Regions from separate parts of the Mus musculus genome. Here region 1 is linked to region 2. Evidence: chromatin contacts called from public Hi-C data. All regions are on one chromosome and are shown on one strand. Each heading gives the region's core, a stretch centred on a gene start, on an enhancer-like site or on the middle of the called end of the contact. The rest is flanking DNA. Distances are from core to core; before and after follow the strand shown.

Region 1 (6,151 bases), core at 646-3,145, 260 kb before region 2:
AGTTTGAGGCTAGCCTGGTATACAGAGTTCCAGATCAGGTAGGGATACATAAAAAGACCTCCTCGCCTCAAAATAAAACAAAAACAAACAGGAAGGAGAGGAGGAGGAGGAGGAGTAGGAGGAGGAGGAGGACTTGTTGAAGATTTTCGAGTAGCTGACCCAGAGGATTCTATGCCCTCTTTAGCTTCCCTGGGCAGTAGGCATGCATGTAGTGTACAGACACATGAGCAACACACCCATACACTAAAATAAAATAAAATAAAATAAAATAAAATAAAATAAAATGAGTTTCTGACTCCAGGGAGCTGGACTTAGAGGCGACTATAAACCACCCAATGTGAAAGCCATTGAAAAAACAGATGTCTATACCCTAGTTGTTTCAGACAGAATAAAGATTTTCAAATAACTGAGTCAATAACCTGTTTTCAATTTAAATTAGTTAAATTTAAATTTTTTAGTTCCGACTGGGATGACAGCAACTCAGGAGACTGAGGCAGGCTGATCTTTCCATCGAGGCCAGCCTGATCTACAGAGAGTTTCAAGCTAGCTACACCTACGCATACTGTACCGTCACGCACTCCATAAGCAGAGGTGGCTGGCTGGTGGTTCCTTCAGGTGTTTTCCCCTGTCTCGCATCTCGCATGGAGACCTGTCTGACCAGTATCTGTTCCGCCCTACCCTTGGATGTCCAATGTGTGCATCAAACCCAGCATGCCCCAAACTGCCGTTCTGACTCCCACACCACCGGTGGAACCAGCAGGGCCAGTCTTCATCTTTGGGAGTGAGCCTGTGAGGCTGGCTTGCTCTTTCCCAACCACCCAGTCCCAACACTAAACACGTCTACACAGCTCTGTCCTGCTCCATCCTCTTCCTGCCTCTCCTCCCGTGAGCTTCCATGGCCATCTGCCCACATGTATGTTTCAATTCTGTCTTTTTTTTTTTTTTTTCAAGTTTTGGGAAAGAGGATTTTTGTGTTTGCTTTGTAGCGATAATTTGTTTGTTTAAGTCAAGGGCTCAGTACCTGGCTAACTTTACCTATGGGAGATCCTCTTCCCTCTGCCTCCAGAGTGCTGGAATTACAAGCTTCCCACCACATCGGCTTCAATAAATATTTTCAATGAATGATGACTTTCAGGTGGGAAAACACCTCCAACCAATCTAGAACAGGCGCCCTGTCCAGAGTTGTAAAAAAAAAAAAGGGTTTGGGAACTCCAGCCACCGTACGGGGAGTGAGCCTCCTGCGGAGGCACTGGGACCTGACTATCCGCAAGATGCAGGCATGGACTGACCACACAGCGCCCAAGCGGCCGGTGGGACGCTTCCTGATCCGTCCTCTCTTGGCGACTGGGAAAGAGAGAGGTGGCTTTGGCTACAACTGCTTCTGGGCCAGGTAATTCTAGAGAAAGGAATGACGCGCACCTATGGGCACCAGCTGCAGAGTTGTTTGGGTGCTCCTAAGTGACCAAAGGTCCCCGAAGCCCGATCCGGAGGAGGAGCTACGGCCGCTGCATACGGGCGGGGTGGCCCAGGGCGTGCGCGCTCCCGAGGAATGGCAATCGGGCGTCGCGGCTCCAACGCCTAATTTACCAAGGCGAGCCCAGCCCTGCCCTACGGTGTCTGTGACCTGCCCACCGAGTGGGTCCCCAACCAATGAACCTCAGCTCTCGTGAGCCACAGCTCCATGGGTCCCAAATGTCCCTGGCTCCTGTGGGTCCCAGGCTTCCCCGTCGCCTGCCCCGGCAGACAAGGAGGGGTCATTTACCGCGAAGACGAAAATCTTTCCAGGAAGTTTGTACCTATTAATATTGCTGTTCCTGGCAGCAGCTCTCCGCGCGGGGCGGGGGCAGGGCAGACCCTGCAGCTGCTTCTACCGCCTAGTGTCCGCCTCTGGCCCGGGACAAGGAGCGGAGGGCAGCTCTAGGTCCCCACGCCTACGGCGGGGGCAGGACCTGCTCGGATGCTCAAGGCGCCAGAGCCCAGCGGCTTGCCCGCGAGCAGCGCGCGGTGGGACCCGGAAGATCCCGAGGCCAAGGCGCAAACCAAGAGCTGGGACTCGGGAGGGGGAAGGGAGAGGGAAGAGAGGGATCCTTGCATCGGTTACCAGAGGCCGCTAGGCCGCGCCGTTCCCCCAAAAGAAAGCTGGTCCCGGAAGCAGGTATGCTCCTGCAGTGGGAGACCATGAGCCTCGGGGCCCTGGAGAGGTTGGGACCCTGGTTCTGACCTTGCTATGGTTTCACAGCCGCAAGGCGCTGCAGCAGAAATTTGATATTCGAAAGCTTGTGGCCTCCTCGCCACCACCTTGCAAGACTGTCTCCAGTCACAGACACAGACATTAGAGGTCGTAGTGTTGTTTTGTTACTCAGTGCAAGGCCTGGTGTGTACAACAGGATCTCTTAGAAAGAAGCACAGCTGTTTTCCTGCAGTAGCGGCCCCGGAACCACACGACCGGCAGCTCCAGCCCCAGACCACAGCTCGCTGGATTTTCAGAAGTTCCTTGGGCCAGAAGTGCCAGCCAGATCACTCTTTCTCTCAGGTCACATATGGTACATAAATCACTTTGCAAAAGAACCTTAATTTATGACTCTTTTGGGTGTTTATGTAGATAAGCAGTAATTTAGTCATCCCTGAAGTGGTGATCCCTGGACACCTCAAGTGTTAACTGTCCAGAGTATGAATTAAAGTCCCTGTGTCACACCGTCTCTTCCTCAGAATTCTAGAGTCCTCTGCAGGGTGCTCTGGTAATCATCTTCCTCCTCCTCCTCCTCCTCCTCCTCCTCCTCCTCCTCCTCCTCCTCCTCCTCCTCCTCCTCCTTCTTCTTTCCCGAGACAGGGTTTCTCTGTGTAGCCCTGGCTGTCCTGGAATTCACCCTGTAGACCAGGCTGGCCTCGAACTCAGAAATCCGCCTGCCTCTGCCTCCCAACGTGCTGGGATTAAAGGTGTGCACCACCACTGCCCCGCTCTGTTAATCTTCTTGCTCAGGATGACCAGGCCTATTCTGTGCAGGGACTCTGTCCAGCTCTGCGTGGAGGGCAGTGCCCACAAGTCACCAGTATTGAGACACGGAAGGACAGAGGTAAAGTATTTATTTCCTAATGTCCGCCTTCCAGCCTTCAGGGTCTCTTGGAAGCTCAGGGCCCATGTGGTTCTCCCAGATGGCTTGCACTAGCTTGACAGGGGACTGTGCCAGAATCTGGCGTCTTAAGGTAGGGTTCACCAACTAAATAGTTTTCCCTTAGCCCTTCCCCTTGGGGAAGTCGGGGGTGGGGATCCTCAAAGGCAAATCCAAAATGGAGTGTGAGACCCAACAGTGGTGGCCTCTCTTCTGCCTCCTCCGGATGCCTGATGTGGAGATCTCTCCTGGGCATTTCAGCCTCTCCCTGCAGACGCCAGCAGGAGATCCATTCTGGAAGCTTAAGCCCGCAAGCAGGGCTGCCTCTTCAGCTTCCAGCCTTGTCCAAAGCACTTGGCTTCTCGTTTCCTCCATACCCAGAAGGTACCACGAGAGGGAAAAGGTCCTGTGAGACTAATGCTCTGGATTCAGCTTGGGTGGGCCAGGCAACCCATCACCTTCCCTTTGGGCTGCAGAAACCTGTGAGGTTGCCTCGGGCAGATCCCTGGAACAAAGATTGGTAGCATCAGCTGTTTTACTGCAGAGCTAGGCACACAATCCTTGCTAAAAATAAACACAAAGGAAAACCCCAAAGCAGCTAAGCCTATTTTCATACCTTTTTTTTTTTTTTTCTTGTTCACTCTCTTTTGTCTTCTTGCTACTTGGTTGCTGATTTTCTCTTAGGGCCCCATCCTGAGTGTGGTCCTGGCACTATTCCAAGTCCTGGACATGAAGTCACGGACAGAAACAGAGGGGAGAAAGGGGGAGGGATCTAAGGACCATTTCTTTGAGTGTAATTTACATTAAGTGGGATGATGGACCCCCTTCAGAGACAAGGGGGACTGGGACAGGGGAGGACCTTAGGGAGAGGACCTCCCTCCCACTGTACAGCCAGCCCTTCTATGGGGAAAGGGCAGTTTGTCATGCACCAGATGAAGGAAGGGTTAGTGGATGGTGGGGCCCCATCCCAGAGCAGAGAACAAGCCTGTTACTCTGGGCCTCTGGGGCATCACCTCATCACTTCAGGTAGGAAAGGACTCAGATGTCTGTGAGGATATCTAGACTGAAACCAGTGCCCTCTCTTCCTGGGGACTGATCTGTCTCGCGAGCGTTGGATGAGGAGGAGCACTACTGCGGTAGTGCAGATCGTCTCTGCCAGCCTCTCCCCACTTCCTGAGCAGCTGGCGGGATAGGGGTGCACCTCTGGAAGGATGCTCTGTGTTAGGAACCTTGAACCTGGCTAGGAGGCAAGCCAATCCCACCCCTGGCCAGCTGGGGGCTCCTGGTAGCGGTAGCTCCCCTCCTGCAGGGACATGCGTTCACTTTTCTTGTCTGTCTCATTACTGCCGAGCCCACAGTGCCTTGGCACCTACCCCGGGAAGGCAGAAGTGAGGTTCTTCTCCCAGTGGGTGAACAGTTAACCCCAGCAATATCCTAGGTATTCCCAGGTATTCCCAGTATTCTAGGTAATAGCTGGAAGAGCACTGGTTAGCTAGGAGTGAAATGCTCAGCCTGGGCAGGGAGCTGGCGGGCAGAACTGGTCTCTAAGGGTCACAGAGGTCTCAGTTTCCCTCTGTGTCCCCTAATCTTCCTACAGTGGGTTCTTCGGCTGCCTCCCCAGACAGAACACTGCCCCATCAATCATTACCTTTGGGTCCCCCCTCCCCCAACACCAGCTTGTTCTCTCAAGGATTCCTGTGTTATGCTATTATGATTCTCCACTTTCCTTTTATATACTTCAGGATTTATAAAACTTTGGCGTGGGGGGCTAGAAAGATGGCTCAAGGGTTAAGAGCACTGGTTGCTCTTCTAGGAGACCTGGGTGCAATTCACAGCACCAACATGGCAGCTCCCAACTCTTCAGCTCCAGCTCCATGACCTCAGGCGCCCTCTTCTGGCCTCTTCAAGTACTGCATAGAGCTAGTACACAGATGTACATGCAGGCAAAGCTCCCGTACACATACAATAAAACAATTGTTCTTTTTCCTTGTTGTTGTTGTTATTATCTTGTTTTTTAAATTTTGCATGCATGTGCATTTTTTAAAAAGATTTATTTATTTATTTCATGTGTGTGAGTACACTGTTGCTGTCTTCAGACACACCAGAAGAGGGCATCATCGGATCCCATTACAGATGGTTGTGAGCCACCATGTGGTTGCTGGGAATTGAACCTCTGGAAGAGCAGTCAGTGTTCCTAACCACTGAGCCAACTCTCCGGCCCATTATCTTTTTTTTTAAAGACAGGACCTCTTGTTGCCCAGACACTCACTATATTTCTGACATTGGCCTTGAACTTTCGGTCCTCTTGGCTCTACCTCCCAAGGGCTAGGATTAAGGATACACACCGTCCTGCCTGGCTTTTATGATTTTGTCTACATACCTGTTGTGTAACTTACACTGCCACGTAGTTCAGATTTCTTCCTGTGTAGGCTGGGGATGGAATCTGGGTCCTCTAAATGCTTGGCAATCATTTTACCCTACAGCTATACCCGAGCCCAACAGATCAAAGCATATAAGGGCAGAAGGGAGCCAGCCAAGCATGGTGCTGGCACATTCCTCTGGTCCCAGCTACACAGGAGGTTGAGACAGTCCTCACGAGACCAGCACAGTGCAACGGTGCAAGACCCTAGCTTTCTACCAGTGGTATCTTTTGCACTTTTATTTATTTTGTGGAGGGATACCCACACGTGCCACGGTACATATATAGAGGTAACTTTGGACATCAGGTTTGTCCAATGAGTCCCAGAGATCAAACTCAATCAGGTTAGAGGGTAGTAATGTATGCCACTGAGCCATCTCTCCAGTTCTGGTTATTTATGTTGTTTTTTTGTTTTTGTTTTGTTTTGTTTTTTGTTTTTTTGTTGTTGTTGTTTTCCCAAGACAGGGTTTCTCTATGTAGCCCTGGCTATTCTGGAACTCACTTTGTAGACCAGGCTGGCCTCAAACTCAGAAATCCACCTGCCTCTGCCTCCCTGAGGTGCTGAGATTAAAGGCATGCGCCACCACACCCAGCTATTTACATTGTTTTTGTTTGATTTGGG
Region 2 (6,466 bases), core at 3,057-5,556:
TCCTTTCTTAGCATGTTTCCTTGGCAAACAGGCAGGTATAAATGAATGGTAAAAGCCACTTGAACCTACCTGTACCATGTAACCTGGGGGTATCTGAGGAAGACAGACGAAATGGGTCACTAATCCAAGGGTGTCTTCCTTTTTAACCCTCTTGCAGAGCCTCTGTGTTCTTTATTATTTCATTCTGTGAGCGTTCTCCGGAACGTCCCCTTCATTACCTTCCCACAGAATGCCTCCTTCAGCGGATCCAGCCCTTTCCTCGTCTCTCCACCCGATATGTAGAATCTTGCTTGGACTGACCAGAAGTCTCATAGCTTAGATTTTTTTTTTCCCCAATGGCTAGTCTTTTTTTTTTTTAAATTGGTTATTTTATTTATTTACATTTCAAATGTTAGCCCGTTTCCTGGTTTCCCCTCCGGACACCCCTTTTCCCATCCTCCCTCCCCCTGCTTCTATGAGGGTGCTCCCCACCCACCCACCTACTCCTGCCTCTCTGCCCTGCATTTTCCTACAGTGGGGCATCGGGCCTTCACAGGACCAAGGGCCTCTCCTCCCACTGATGCCCGACAAGGCCATTATCTGCTACATCTGCAGCTGGAGCCATGCATGGGTTGCTCCATGTGTTTAGACCCTGGGAACTCTGGGGGGTCTGGTGGTTCATGTTGTTCTTCCTATGGGGTTGTAAACTCCTTCAGCTCCTTCAGTCCTTTCTCTAACTCCTCCATTGTGGATCCCATGCTCAGTCCAATGGTTGGCTGAGAACATCCTCCTCTGTATTTGTCAGGCTCTGACAGAGCCTCTCAGGAGACAGCTATATCAGGCTCCTGTCAGCAAGTACTTCTTGGCATCCACAATAATGTCTGGGTTTGGTGTCTGTATGTGGGGTGGATTTCCAGGTGGGGGCAGTCTCTAGATGGCCTTTCCTTCAGTTTCTGCTCCACACTTTTTGTCTCTGAATTTCCTTTAGACAGGAGTCACAGCCTAGATTTATTGTGCACATGCCCAAAGGAAGGTGTGAATGGAAAAGTGTGCTCCAGGCATCTCACAGGCAAGCACAGCTGCATCCTAACAGTTGTCCAGCCAACAGCATTCCATGAGCTTGTCTTACGTGTTGGTGATGAACCCAGGGGCTCACACTTGCCAGGCCTGCCCCCAGTCCCATGAGTCCATTGCTATGTTAGCATCCTCCCCTCATCGCTGGTTATGAAACAGGACAATTCCAGTTAGGCTTGTCAATGAAGGTCTATAATACCAGAAACTCCAGAGAACAGCAAGTTCAAGGCCTACCTCGGCTACAAAGTGGGTTCAAGGCCAACTTCAGAGACTTACTGAGAGCTTGTCTTAAGAGAGCTGAGATATGTCACCTTAAGAGATATGTCCCTTCTGCCACATACCCAGTAGCTCAGTGGTGGTGGAACATTTTGCCCTAAAGAGAAACAGGGCAATCCCAACGTGTGTGTGTGCGTGTGCGTGTGTTCACTTGGCAAGCATATTTTTGTCTTTTCTGTCCCACAGGCAGCTGCTCTGCTGAGAACTTTGTTTATCCCCCTGTTTTCTCCACTGGTTACCAAATATACACCTTATGCGATACATTATTTTGTCTCTGTTTAAAGCTGCTACAGAAATGGAATGCTATCATATATATTCTTTTGTAACCTTTAACATTTTATTTCAACAGCTTTATTGGGACATAACTCATCTACCATATAGCTGTTTCATTTGAAATGTACATTTTATTGGAGCATAGTATACTCACATATTTGTACTTCCACAAGTAGTCACAGTGGCATACACCTGTAAATCCAGGACACAGGAAGCTACTGTAAATCCAGGACACAGGAAGCTAAGGAAGGGGGATTGGAAGTGCTCTGTGAGTCTGGGCTATATTAGACCAGTAAAGGAAAGAAGAAGGAAGAGAGAGAGGAAAGGAAGGAAGAAAGGAAGGAAGGAAGGGAAGAGAAGAAGAAAAGAGGAGGAAAAGAAGAAGGAGAAGAAGAAGAGGAAGAAGAGGAGGAGGAGGAGGTGGAGGTGGAGGAAGAGGAGGAGGAAGAGAGGATTAAGGCCAGCTAGTTGTCTCAGAAGATGAAAGTACCTGTCAATGAGTTCAGACCCTGGAACACATATGGTGGACTGAGAAAACCAGCAACCACAAAGCTATCCTCCAGCTGCTCGTGTGCCCAGCATGCACACACATGTACATGGGTAGTAAGTAAATACATATAAAATAAAATAAATAAAGACAAAGAAAGAAAGAAAGAAAGAAAGAAAGAAGGAAGGAAGGAAGGAAGGAAGGAAGGAAGGAAGGAAGAAAGAAAGAAAGAAAGAAAGAAAGAAAGAAAGAAAGAAAGAAAGAAAGAAAGAAAGAAAAGAAAGGGGAGTTCTGCCTACCTCCCATTCTGTACTCTAGCCCACCCCAGCCCTCAGCAGAGGTAGGCGTGGTGGCAGGAGCTTGAGGCTGCTGGCTATACTGCACCTGTGGTCAGTAAGCAGAGCATGAACAGGGCCGGGTGGGCCATGGACGTTCAAGGCCACACTCTAGTGACCCATTTTCTCTAGCAAGGCTCTAACTCCAAAAGGTTCTACAAGCTTTTAGATTTGTCAACACTGAGGACATTTCACATCTAGCCACCAGGGGAGTCGTGTAGTGCACAAGCAAGCACACACACACACACACACACGTGTGTGTGTGTGTGTGTGTGTGTGTGTGCACATGCCTGTGTGTGTATGTGACAGAGAAAGAGGAGAGGAGAGAAAGGGATGGAGGGAGGGAGGGAAAGACAGACAGAGAGCGAGAAAGAAAGAGAGAGCGTGCGCGAGAGAGAGCACATTGCAATTTCTTTTTACAAATCCATTGGCATGCAATCGATCATGGGGATCCACCCCATGACTTTATCTGATCCCAGTCACTTCCCAAGGCCCCTCTTCTGAGCACCATACTCAGGTTAAATTTCTACTGTGCCTCAGATAAAGGTAAATCATAATCAAAGGAGACAGGAAAGTCAACCCCTGGTCTCTACATACATGTTTACACACGTACCCGCACGCCTACCATACACACACCAAAATAAACATAAAAATAACAAACTTTACCCAGGTGTGTAAGTAGACTCCTGGTCTGCATTCACAGGTGGAGGGAGAGTAGCTGCGGGGTGGGAAGACGGGCTCTTCACTGAGGCTGGGGAGCCTGGCTAACAACAGCTTCAGGTCCCAGGGAGGCTGCAGAAGAGGGCTCTGTAAGAGCACCTAAGGTATTGGGCTTGTTTATGCCTCCTGTGTTGAGTTTAGTGTTGGACAGGGACCAAAAGAGACAAAGGAAAACCTAAAAAGGATGACACTACTCCGTTTTCAAGACCTTCTATAACCGCACTCTAATTCCAACCCTAACTGTAACCATATCCCTGACACCAGCCCCAATTTGGTTTTCCTTTTCATCTCTTTTAACAGTTTTGTTTGTTTGTTTGTTTGTTTGTTTTTCAAGGCAGGGTTTTTCTGTGTGGTCCTGCTGTCCTGGAACTTGTCTGTAGTTCCCCTGCAGAACCCCAGGCTCAGAGACCTGCCCACCTCTGCCTCCTGAGTGCTGGAACTAAAGGCTCTCACCACCACTGTCTGTTGTTTTGGGTTTTTGAGACAGGGTTTCACTGGCCTCAAACTAACTGTAATCCTCCTGTACAAGGGTTGGATTTACAGATGCAAACCCCTATCCTAGGCTTTTAAACCCTAATCCCAGGTCTGTGACAGCTTCAGTATCAATTCTGATTCTAATCCTAGCTCACTCTTCTTATTCTGCCCTCTCTACTAAACCATCCACCCTGCTGGGTAGGCTGGGTGGGTGCTGTCCACACCTCTGCCTCTCAGAGGCTGGGTTAACGGTATGTGGGTGGGGGCAGCTGGAAGGAATATCATCTCCACAGACCCGAGCCCACCGGCCTAAGAAAAAACCAGCAGAATTGTATGCTAAGCGGGAGAATGTCACTTCACCGACTTGGCCTTCACGCTGAGTTGAGACACAATTGTAGCAAATTGTGCTTATTTCATTTTTCTCTGGCTTGGATTTCACAGTTCTTGAATTCATCCTCTAAATGTATGTAAATTATCCATGCCAGTTCTGAATCCAGCAGTTTGGGTAAGGACTGTGATTTTTCTTAAGAGGACTGTAATTTTTGTGGGAGGGCTCTGTGCCACCTCCTACGGGCAGTGACTCTCCGGGCTGGGGTCCAATTGAAGATTCAAACGAGGCATGAAAGTGCATTAGCTAAATCCAAGGAACAGCGAACGTTCTGTAGCGAGTGGAAGAAAAGCAGCTGGTGATCTCTGTTCCACACAATTCAGGAAATGCTTTGGGATACATTCAACATTCTGGGAGCTTCACTGCCCCAGAAAGAGCATCACAGAACACGGAAGGGGGATGCAGGGCTGAGGATGCCAGGTCAGAGCAGGACGCACCTCTCACCCCCTTGACTCCCCATTCCGTGTTGCGGTAGAAGAAAGGTCTTCCTGCTGTGCATCTTGTGGAACTGACCCCCCCCCCTTGTTTGAGGCAGCACCCCATGAAGAAACAGTATGTAGTTCATAGAAATCTTGGGGCGTGAAATCTTGGGCAAGCATTACTGTAAGGTGGGAGCAGGGAAACTGAGTTAACTAGGACTGTTTGGGCAGCCAGGTAGAGGGGTTCTTGAGATGTTCTGGATGGACAGGTGTGGCTGGTGTGGGGGGAGGGGAGGACATCCTTTAAGCTTGAGGTTGGAGGCAGGTAATGGAGGACTGTCTGGGTTGGGCCGCAGTCTCAGGAAGATGTGACTCTCCAGGGCAGAGGATGAGAGGAAGCAGACAAGGGGTAGGTGGGTGGGTGGGACGGGGAATTCCCACATCTCTTCCTCTTTCTGCCAATGGCGGTTGGAACCAGCTCACGAAGAGCTGCCTTTTCCAGTGGTAAGTTGGTCCGTTGACATCTCTTTTGGTAGGAGTCTTTTTACCAGAGAAATGGGCAAGTACAACAGAGCAGACTGTTGTGTTTGTTCTCCGAGGAGCCAGCAAATTCAGTTCTCCGCTCTTCTTCCTGCTTCTCGTTGGTCAGAGAGCAAAGGAGCTTTGGGTGGTGACCTCTGTCATGGGGAAGAGGATGATAAGGACAACCAGCCTACTCATGCAACAAGAGCAGCTCCGGGGTCCTCTTCATACATCTCTTTTCAGCTCTGTGCTTTGTGTCCTCGTCAGTGTGGCTACCGTCACGTTTGTACTGTGAGTGCTCTCTGTGGAGCATACATGGGACATGAAACTCACTGCTTCAATCACTTCTTTTCTTTTCTTTTTTTGTTTTGTTTTGTTTTTTTTGGGGGGACAGGGTTTCTCTGTGTAGCCCTGGCTATCCTGGAACTCACTCTGTAGACCAGGCTGACCTCGAACTCAGAAATCCGCCTGTCTCTGCCTCCCAAGTGCTGGGATTAAAGGTGTGCGCCACCACTGCCCGGCCTGCTTCAATCACTTCTAAGTGTACATACAGTTCAACAGAACCGACTGTCTTACATTGCTGTGAAGCCATAGCCGCCACCTACCTCTGTAGCTTTCCTTCCCCATAACCATCACGCCCTCTACTTTGAGATATCCCAGGCTGGCCTGGAACACACTATCTAGCCAAGGATGACCTTGGCTCTCCTGCCTCTGTCTCTGATTGCCTCCACATCCAGTTCTAGCAGTCCCAGGGATGAACGCAGGACACCCAAGGTCTGCTACTGAGGTACAGCCCCAACCTCTCCAGAGTTCTTTTCTTCATGTAAAACTAAAACTCTTAGTCAGGCGTGGTGAACCATACCTGTAATCCTGGTACTCAGAAGGCTGAGACAGGAAGATGGGAGAGTCTGAGGTCAGCCTGGGCTACAGAGACGGCCTGACTTGGTGGTGTTTATTTAACCTAAGCACTTGGGTGGCAGAGGCAAACGTGCTGTCTGCCCGTGATGGAAACAGGGCATGACTGTATTTTGAATACTTGTTGTTTATGGCAGGGTAAGTCCTGTACATTGGCTGTCTCCCCGCTTCCTTTGTTTATCCTGGAGCTAGCAAATGGTCCCATTTAAACATTTGCTTGGTGTTCTGTGAACCACGCCTGGCTTTTTCTCCAGTTGTTCCTGCAGCTCTGGCAAATGCTTGATGGTTTTTCTTTCTTGACGGTGTTAGCTAACACGTGTTCCATTTATTCTTGTCCCTCTCTCTGATGCTCCAGACTGTCTGGTACCACAAGCCCTTGCATCGCTGACTAAATTCCTTACCCCTACAGAGGTCCCCAGTTTTTCTTAGGACAATGCATATTGAAGAACATTTTGCTGGAAATTTCTGAAAAATAAAATGCTGTATATCTCTTGAACATATACCTACTTGCTCTTCATTATTATTCCTTGAATCTAACATTCAAGCCTAGCGATTATTTACACAGCATTCTCATCATATCACGTATTAAAAGTAATTACAGACG

What was found. Hi-C and Micro-C count contacts between places; a contact is called where the count stands out from the background.
Region 1: a contact with region 2 is called in a Hi-C map of cerebral cortex, with 4 times the contacts expected there. The contact joins the promoter of 2900024J01Rik here to the enhancer-like site in region 2. A contact is called at or near these places in 1 of 484 Hi-C or Micro-C datasets (cerebral cortex) and 3 of 115 datasets of contacts at active chromatin or transcription factors (bone marrow-derived macrophages, differentiating embryonic stem cells and embryonic stem cells).

What each region holds. Positions count from the first base shown.
Region 1 is chr1:180,773,705-180,779,855 of GRCm38.p6, reverse strand. 2900024J01Rik (a long non-coding RNA gene) reads right to left here and starts at 1,895. Exons shown (of 3, transcript XR_373751.4): 1 at 1,797-1,895.
Region 2 is chr1:180,518,136-180,524,601 of GRCm38.p6, reverse strand. No RefSeq gene overlaps it. Among named protein-coding and RNA genes, the nearest start is that of Stum, 38 kb to the right of the region's middle. Within about 2 kb of position 4,306, at least 30 of the 459 cell types and tissues checked have an H3K27ac peak or open chromatin away from gene starts, as enhancers often do. A contact at or near this core is called in cerebral cortex, where this site is marked.